Linked DNA regions of Mus musculus: region 1 is linked to region 2. The links are chromatin contacts, called in public ChIA-PET maps. All regions are on one chromosome and are shown on one strand. The core of a region is the stretch at or near the end of the contact, and the rest is flanking DNA. Distances in the headings are between cores, read along the strand shown. Region 1 overlaps Dipk1a (divergent protein kinase domain 1A). Region 2 overlaps Evi5 (ecotropic viral integration site 5).

The links. ChIA-PET counts read pairs in DNA pulled down with a chosen protein or histone mark.
Region 1: an RNA polymerase II ChIA-PET map of effector CD8 T cells shows a contact between it and region 2, with 6 read pairs. The contact joins two enhancer-like sites. A contact is called at or near these places in 3 of 115 datasets of contacts at active chromatin or transcription factors (CD8 T cells, effector CD8 T cells and regulatory T cells).

What each region holds. Positions count from the first base shown.
Region 1 is chr5:107,965,157-107,969,852 of GRCm38.p6, forward strand. The region is part of intron 1 of Dipk1a (divergent protein kinase domain 1A); the gene reads right to left. Among named protein-coding and RNA genes, the nearest start is that of Dipk1a, 20 kb to the right of the region's middle. Within about 2 kb of position 2,140, at least 96 of the 459 cell types and tissues checked have an H3K27ac peak or open chromatin away from gene starts, as enhancers often do. A contact at or near this core is called in CD8 T cells and effector CD8 T cells, where this site is marked.
Region 2 is chr5:107,756,435-107,760,957 of GRCm38.p6, forward strand. The region is part of intron 19 of Evi5 (ecotropic viral integration site 5); the gene reads right to left. Among named protein-coding and RNA genes, the nearest start is that of Gm42147, 17 kb to the left of the region's middle. RefSeq lists an enhancer at 2,626-3,075. Within about 2 kb of position 2,832, at least 64 of the 459 cell types and tissues checked have an H3K27ac peak or open chromatin away from gene starts, as enhancers often do. A contact at or near this core is called in CD8 T cells and effector CD8 T cells, where this site is marked.

The DNA of each region.
Region 1 (4,696 bases), core at 890-3,389, 210 kb after region 2:
AGATTAGATCTGGTTAGGAAAACCTCTTATTTGCTGAGACGTGGATGTCTTCACAAAGCAAATAGGCCAAAGGGATCACAGACTGCCTCAGTTACTGACTTCAAAAAAAAAAAGGCAAATCAGCTTCACAAGGGCTAACCCAAGAGATCACTCACTAAGAGACTGGCAGAACCCAGAGGCTGGGGGAGGCTTGCTTATAGAGCCAGCTTATAGAGCTTATAGAGCTGGTATAGAGCCAGCTATGCAACGCGCTGATCTTTGCTTCACTGAGAAAGGCACAGCCGAGAACTTCTCTCCAGGCCTCCCTCCTCATCCCTCCTGCTGACTTGTGCCTAGGCTGAGGCCTGGCTGTCTCTGCTAGGTAATGCCACTGCTGCTACCCCAGCCCCACCGAACTGGACTGCTAATATAGCCATAAAGTGCCTGTGATCAAGCTGCAGCTGGGCTGCTGAGTCCTGTGAACTGAACTGCTGATTTCCTGACAACACAGATAAGAGTTACTCCAAAGGGCCTTTTTTTTTTCCTTTGGTTTTTCGAGACAGGGTTTCTCTGTAGCCCTGGCTGTCCTGGAACTCACTTTGTAGACCAGGCTGGCCTCGAACTCAGAAATCCACCTGCCTCTGCCTCCCGAGTGCTGGGATTAAAGGCGTGCGCCACCACTGCCAGGCTTTAAGCTCTTTCTACAACTGTCATGTGAGATTGTGTGGTATACCAGTAATGGGAATGTAACAGTAAATGTGATTATCCTGCCCTGTGAGCCAAAATACAGGCCAGAACTGACAGTAAGTTCCAGCTCACTTGTCAGACCTACAGTGTTTTTTTAATAAACATTTATTTTATTTTATTTTATTTATTTTTCTTTATATCCTTTATTTATTTATTTTATTTATTTTTCTTTATATCCTTTTCTCAGAATAAACCATATTTTGGGGATCTTTGTTCCTTTGGGTCTGTCTGTTGAAGCTGAGTGATGAAGGCAAGTAGACCACTCCAGATTCCTTTCAGCAAGTTAACTGGTCACTTAGCAGAAATAATTGTTAGTGTTACTTGACAGAGGATTGTAAACTGAATTTCTATTTAACTCAAGGGACTTTCAGTGTGTGGAAAGGAAACTCCCACGTGCCTGTCTTGGTGGAGACCAAACAGCAAGTCAGGAAAGAAAAAGAGGCTCAAGATGTCTTTAGACCTCTCTTGGGGCCAGGACTGAAACTTATTCTAGACATGAATGACTCAGCAATTGCTACGGAATTCCTGTTACTTTCAAAATCTCTGGCAGTTCATGTCAGATAGCTCACAACAACCTGTAACTCACGCTCAGGGGGAAGGGACCTGGCTTCCTTAGGCATCCATGCCTGCATGCATACACATACACATATAAGGTTGATTAAAAATTAAAAATATACATATATAAAAATATTTTTTAAATTGTGTATGTTTTCAGGGAGGGTGTGTAAGGTGAAGCCAAAAGTCAACCTGAATGCTATTCCTCAGGTGCCATCCCCCTTGCTTTATCTGAGACAGGCTATCTTGTTTGACCTGGAATTTGCTAACTAGACTATGTTGGTTGGCGAGGGAGACTCAGAAATCTACCTGTCTCTACCTCTCCAGAACTGGAAAAACAAGTGTGTATCACTATGCCTTTTTACATGGGTCCCGGGAATCAAATAAGGGTCTTCAGGCTTGCAAAGCAAGCATTTTACTGTCTGAGCTATCTCCCTAACCCCAATTATATCCTCAGTTACACAGCATTCTGGAGGTCAGCCTGAGAGCTACATGAGATCCATGAGAGACAGATAGACAGACAGACAGTCAAGCAGGCAGGCAGGCAGACACAACAAGATTGATTCTCTAATAGACCCGACGTTGTGTTGCCTACAGGAAGTGGCAACAGCAATGGAACCAAGCCTCACCAGTGAACGTGAGGTTCCTTGATTCTGAACTTCCCATAACTACAGAGCTATTTAAAAAAAACAAAAAAACCAAACATTTCAGTAAGTAATAATAGATCCAGTAATTAAAAATATACTTCAGTCTTGGTGTTCTGTTAAAGCAACACAAGTGGACTACAGCACTGTTTGTTGTTTGTGGCATTTATGAAGCCTGGGGAGTCCTGTGTCTGATGCCCAGTTTCTTCCTCAGGCAAAATTCAGCATGTGTCTATACTCTGCACAGCATCTGGATTGGTCACACTTCATGTTTTTGTGTCTCCATCTTTACTGAGGTCTTTTTTTCCCCGACCCACATTAGCAAGGAAGTCTCTGAGTTTGAGAAAACAAAACATAGCAGAATCTTTTGGAGAACTGATTTTAAGTATTTATTAAGACAACACAAGGGGAAACTGTCCCTCAGAGGATACAGTTTCATCTAGATAGGTCAAAGAATACAAGATTTGAGTTGGCTGAGAGGAGTAAGTAGGAGAGATCTATTGTATAACATTGTATAAATGTATACATGTATAACATGCATAGTTAATAACAGTGACTGCCTATAATCACAGAACTCAGGAGGCTAGGGCAGAGGACTGCCAGTTTGAGGATTATAATAAAATCCTGTCTCAAAACAAATATACATTAAAATCCACAATGTGTTGTACACTTAAAAACTGGTGAAAGCAGCTAGAGCTATACAGAGAAACCCTGTCTCAAAAAAAAAAAAAAAAAAAAAAAAAAAGTAAAAAACTCGTGAAAGAGCTGGGCAGTGGTGGCACATGCCTTTAATTCCAGCACTTGGGAGGCAGAGGCAGGCGGATTTCTGAGTTTGAGGCCAGCCTGGTCTACAGAGTGAGTTCCAGGACAGCCAGGGCTACACAAGAAACCCTGTTTTGAAAAACAAAAACAAAAAACTGGTGAAAGTAGAATTTTAAATGTCCTCACCACTTAAAAATGTTTAGTTTTATTATTAATGTGCATGCACTAATGTGTGTGTGTGTGTGTGTGTGTACACATATCTGTGGAGTCCAGGAAAGAGCTGGACCATCTGGAACCAGCATCATGGGCTTTGTGAACCCCCTCATACAAGATCTGGACACTGATCCTCAGGATTGAGCAGCAAATGCTCTTAGCTGCTGAGTCATTTCTCTTTCCCCAAGACTGTTCTTTTATCTCAGCCATTGGCATGCCTTCCACACTGAAGAAGACCCAGAAATTTCACTTCCACAGGAGCCAAATCCACTCCCACTGACAAGTACCAGAAGCACTCAGGAGGATCGGGTAATGCTGTGGCGTGGATCACCTCAGCGAAATTTTTAAGTTACTTTATTCAGGTTACTTTGGAAAGCTGGTATGAGGACCAGAGCTTTCATCAACTGTCAATTTTGAAAAACTGGACACGGGTCAGTCAACAGACATGGGCAAATTTGACAAACAAAACAAACAACAATAAACCGGCCTGCGCTACCCTCCCCATCACCGACTGGCCCTGCTATCAGGCTACTGAAGGTTGAGGAGAAAGCTCCCTGTGCAGCGTGTGCTCTCTAAGGCCAGCTCTTCAGCAGAAACCATGAATAGGTTTGTGGATCTCAGGATACCTGTGTCTTGGTGACTTGAAAGTGTAGACAAGAGGTTCATAAATGCTAATAAATTCTCTTAACACAGCAGTGCCTGCCTGTAATCCCAGCACTGGAAAAAGACTTAGGTAATATTCGAGGGCATCTTTGCCTACAGAGCAGTTCAAGGCCAGCCACACTATAATTCCTGTCTTTAAAACCAAAGCATACACATTTATTCTATGACCTAGCTAAACCATTTCAACACACACGTTCATATATATTTATCAAAAGACAAGAACCAAGAATATTTGCAACTTCAACAGCTTAAAACTGAAAACAACCCACCCTTATTAACAGTAGGATGAGTAAGTTTAGCTGTGTTCACACAGTGCAACCTCCTGAGTGCTGGGACTATAGGTATGTGGCATTGTGGCCAACTGAAATCTCATTGTTTAAATAGAGGGAAACATAATACACAGAGCTCCCCCAACATTCACCAGACAGTTTCTGTATAGCCCTAGTGGTCCTGGAACTCACTCTGTAGACTAGGTGACTTTGAACTCAGAGATCTACCTGCCTGCCTCTGCCTCCAAAATGTTGGGACTAAAGGTATGTACCACACACACACACACACACACACACACACACACACACACACACACACACACACACAGCATGTTAGAACTTTTAAGGCTGTGATGGTTTGAATAAGAATGGCCCCTGTAGGGTCATATATTTAAATTTTTGGTTTCTAGTTGGTGGACTGTTTGGGAAGAACTAGGAAGTATGATTTTTGTTGGACTAAATGTGTCACTGTGGTGGAGTTTTCAAAAACCCACACCAGATCCATTCTCAACATGTCTATGTCTGTCTGTTTCTCTGTCTCTCTGTGTGCTTGTCTGTCTCTGTTTGTGTGTCTGTGTGCCTATCTGTCTATCTGTCTTTGCCTTCCCCGCATGCCTGTGGATCAGAAGTAAGCTCTCAGCTCCTGTTCCAGGGCCAGGCTTGGCTGCTTGCTGCCGTGTTCCTCGCTGTGTACTTTTCTATTGTGTCTGTGATGCTGGTTTAGGCTCTTCTTCCCTTCCCCTGTGCAGTCACTATCTTCCCACTTTTGCATAAGAAAGTCAAGAGATCTTACACAGGTTCCAATAGAGCAGTATTTTAGTCTTTGTCTTGGTTACTTTCCTATCACTGTGAAGAGACAAAGGC
Region 2 (4,523 bases), core at 1,582-4,081:
CAAGATGACCTCATGAAGTCTTTCTCTTCTGACTGGACTGAATTATGTTAACAGGAATTGCTGGAGCTATATGATGGGCTTTTATCAATCAGATCAAGCCAATGTGTACCCACAAACAGTGCACCAGATGCTGGCAAACTGAAGGAGAACAAAACAAGCAAGGCTCCTGCCATCAGAGACCTTGTGTCAGGCAGAAGAGACTGCATCTGATGTTGGAGTATCACACCAGGGCACAAAAAGTCCACAGGAGAAGCCGGGCACTGTCCAGGAGGGAGGATGCTGAAGGACAAGGCTGAGCCGGGTCTTTAAGGATAAGCAGGTGTTCAAGGAGAAATTCAAGTATAGGTGACATGGTGAGAGACAGGCCTGAGAGCACTTTACGTGTTGAGAAACTAAAAGAATTTTGTGTGGCTGGATCTAGGTCTTGTGAGATAAAAGGAGAGAAGCAGGGAATAAACTATGAAGAATCTCAGTTTACGCCAAGGAGTGAAAAAGCTTCATGAACCATAGAGCAGCAAGTCATGCCATTGCAGTTACTTAATCATCTTAACATACACTTCTTTTATGGTCTACTGACTTGACGGGGACATATTAATCCTTGGCATTGTCTGAAGTGCCTTTCTGGTGTGACTTCAATTTCCACCACTAATTCCAACAAGGCAACTGAGGGACAAGAAATTTGCCCATACTAACACAGCTAGGGAGTCACCTGGCAGTGTTGCAAGTCCTCTACTAATCTGTTTAGGCAGCCACAAACAACCTAACTAGCCACAAATAAAACTGAACGAGGGATGGTAAACAATGTTAACAGAAAAGCAAGATCCAAGTCTGAGTCTGACACATTACAACTGCTCATTGCTAATTGTCATGGTCTCTTTTAGTAGGTCAGTGACAGTCGTCTTGAACTTTTCAAGGTACCAGAACACTCAAGATACTTGATATAGTTATGAATACATTCTCAAAAGATGTACAAATAATATCTATGTACAAAGTACCTTTAAACACTTTAATAAGTTCCATTCATACAACTCTGGGAATTTTCAAAAGGCAAATAATATCAATTTTCAAATATGGCTATTGAGTCAGTAGATGTACTGGCACATACACTATAATCCAAGAACTTGGGAGGGAGAATTTAAATTAGAGGCCAGCCTTGGTTACATAGTGAAACTTTGTCTCAAAATAAAGGAAAAAAAAGCAGGTAGGGGTACAGAGACACAGCAGCCCACATGTTTGAACAGGTTTTCTCATGGCCATAGAGCTGCACAAAGATCTCCACACACAATCTGAGGATACTGTCATCACCCAAATAAACACACACACTGCATACTCTCAGCTGCCATCCATGCCCTGGCTGCCTGCCACCTTCTCCTCAACTCCAGGTAACCACTAATCTGTGGCTGTCTCTACAGATCTTCCTATTCTGTGCTTCTTATGTAAGTGGCATCACTGAGTGTGTGTGGCCCTCTGTGACTGAGTTCTTACACTCTGGTCTGTGCTACAGTGCACATCAGTATTATATTCTTCTGTTACCTAGCCCCTTCCATTGTATGACATGCTGCACCTCTCCACTTATCAGCTGACAGATATCTGGACTGGTTTTATTTTCTGGGTACTGCAAAAAATTGTTATAAATATTCATGCACATGTCTCAGTGTAGACATTTCATTTTTCTTGGGTATAAAGACAAAAGTGGAACTTCCAGGCAAGATGGTAAGTATGGTTAGCAATTTGAGAAAATGAAGCATTATCTTCCAGTATTTGTATCATTTTCTCTTCCCACTTACCATGTACAGAGTTCAGATTTCTCCACATCTTTGTCAATTTTAATTATATCCTTATATGTTCCTGGTTAGTATAAAACAGAAACTTACTGTAGTTTTGATTTGCATTTCTTTGATGGTTAATGATGCTGAACTTTTTTTTCTTGTGGTTATTGGCCATTTGTAGATTATTTTAGCAAATACTCTACTGAAGTATTTTTTTTTAGGGGAAGGGAGTCGAGACAGAGTTTCTCTGTGTAGCTCTAGCTATTCTAGAACTCACTATGTTGACCAGTTGGCCTCACACTCAAAGAGCTCCATCTGCCTCTGACTCCTGAGCTAGCGCTGGGTTAAAGTGTGAACCACCACCGCCCAACTGATATCCTTCACTTGCTTATAATAAATGAATTATTCATCTTTTTATACTGAAACTGAAAGCTTTTGTGTGTGTGTATGTATGTGTGTGTGTGTGTATATATATATATATATATTTTTTTTTTTTTTTTTTTTTTTTGGGTTGGTTAGTTGGTTTTTTGAGACAGGGTTTCTCTGAGTAGCCCTGGCTGTCCTGGAACTCACTCTGTAGACCAGGCTGGCCTCAAACTTGTGTATGATTCAAAAAGAGATACTGACAGGCTAAAAATAAGTAATTGTGTACTTGGAAAAAAATTTCTAACTGATAAAAAAATCCCTAACCCATTATATAATCCTTCTACAAGCAGTTTTTTCTACAATAAAAAATAAATGATTGGGATGTAAAGTAAATAAACAAGTTAATGCATGAATGAAAAAAAATCATTCGAAAAGAAAAATAAGTGATGGCTACCTCCTTCAGCTTCACTTGAAACAGAAAAACATGCTACACTAGAACCGAGTGCTGGAGGCTGAGGAGCTGAGGGTGAAGGAGGCCCATGAATGACTTGCAGTGCTCATTTATTTTCAGGCGCTGCAGCTCCTGATAACATAACTTTAAAACTCGTAGCACCCCTCCCCCTGGCCAGGGAGCACAGACCCCTGGCTAGGTCAGCATCCTACTCCTCTTTGTCTTGAGACGTGCAGGCTGCTCAGTGAAGATTGGGTACTTGCAAACCACATGACCTCATGAATGCTATCTTATCACCTCACAGGTTCCTCACACTGACCACAACTTAAATCAGACAGGCAGCAGAACAGCAGAGTCTGTGACACGTACACTGGTAGACATTTCCAGCTGTTCTGTTTGTGGGGAGAGAAAATCTGATTATCTCGTGTCCAACTGCATCTGTGAGATACTGTTTATGAAAAGCACATGATTCACTGCCTTAAAAACCTCTAGTCATAGTTAAAAACTTTGCGCTTTAGTAAATCTGAGAGCCAGTAGTTCATTTTTAACCAAAGCTCCTTTAACTGATACTCAGCAAATGTTCCTATTTTTTGGGGAACAAAAAAAAGCTAGCACTGTATTATTTATTTTTTAAAAGTAACATAAAAATTAAGTTGCTTGCTAGGTGTGGAGGTGCATGCCTTTAATCCTAGTACTGGAGGAGCAAAGGCCTGCAGGTCTCCCTAGTTCAAGGCCAGCCTGGTCTAACACATTTGATCTAAAGGAAAAACAAGGAGCCATGCCATCCTGGCCTGGTCTCAGGGCCTCACTCTGATCTCTGACTGCTTCCGTAGTCCTCCTGGTCTCTGCTGTGAGCACTTGCCCTAGCAATCCTCTCGCATACATGCCTCTCTACCTGAAACATGCCATGCTGTCCTTCCCCTGGCTGTTTTCTACTCCTCCTCTCGTATACAGCACAGGCAGTCGCAGAGTGGAGGGGTGTGTATGGGGTGTGGGGTACCACACGCGCAAAGAGGCCAGAAGAGGACATCAGTGTTGCTTTATCACCTCTACCTTAGTCCTTTGAGAGAAGATCTGGCTCTGAACCTGGAGGTTGGCTGGAGGCCAACACGCAACAGAAACACACCTGTCTCTACCCTCAGAGTACATAACCACACCTGTTTTGTTTTGTTTTTCTATAACATGGATGTTGGGTTCCAAAATCAGGTCCTAATGTTCGCTAACTGGATGAATATATAAAATGAGCTGGCATTTTAAGGTCTCAGGATCAGTGTCAAAGACAAACCTAAAACACAAGATGAGTTCTCTAATCATCTCTAGAACAATGGAGAAAAAAGCCATGCACAGCTTGGAACAAAAACTAAACTAAAACAAACCCCCTCCTCACATAGATAGATAGATAGATAGATAGATAGATAGATAGATAGATAGATCGATCGATCGATCGATCGATCGATCCTGAACTGCTGTTAAAAAACAAATAAATCAAATAATTCATGAGAACCAAATATCTTCCTTCTCTCTGCTTTAACGATATGTCTGGAAAAACTGGCATAATAGTCAAAGGGAAAAAGCAGAAGTGAGGCAAAGAATAGGAATAACCAGCTTTTAAATATAAGACATTATTAAACCATGAGTTTTCACCTGAGGAAAAAATTACATTTGGTACAATATAATTGTATGTGTATATGTGTGTGTATGTTATAAGATTTATAATCCACAGTAGATATTTAAGGATCTCAAGGTAACTTTCACAGGTGTACAAACATGATTGTTCACTCTGTTCAGGGCACTGTTTAGACACACAAAAAAGCCTGCTTGCTCTGAGGCTGGTGTGAGCCCCTGCTTGGTACATTGATTCACTGAAAAGTAGGTTATTTTAAGGGTATATTTCCTAATCAGAAGCTGCTACATTGGGAAAACTAGTTTTTTTCTAC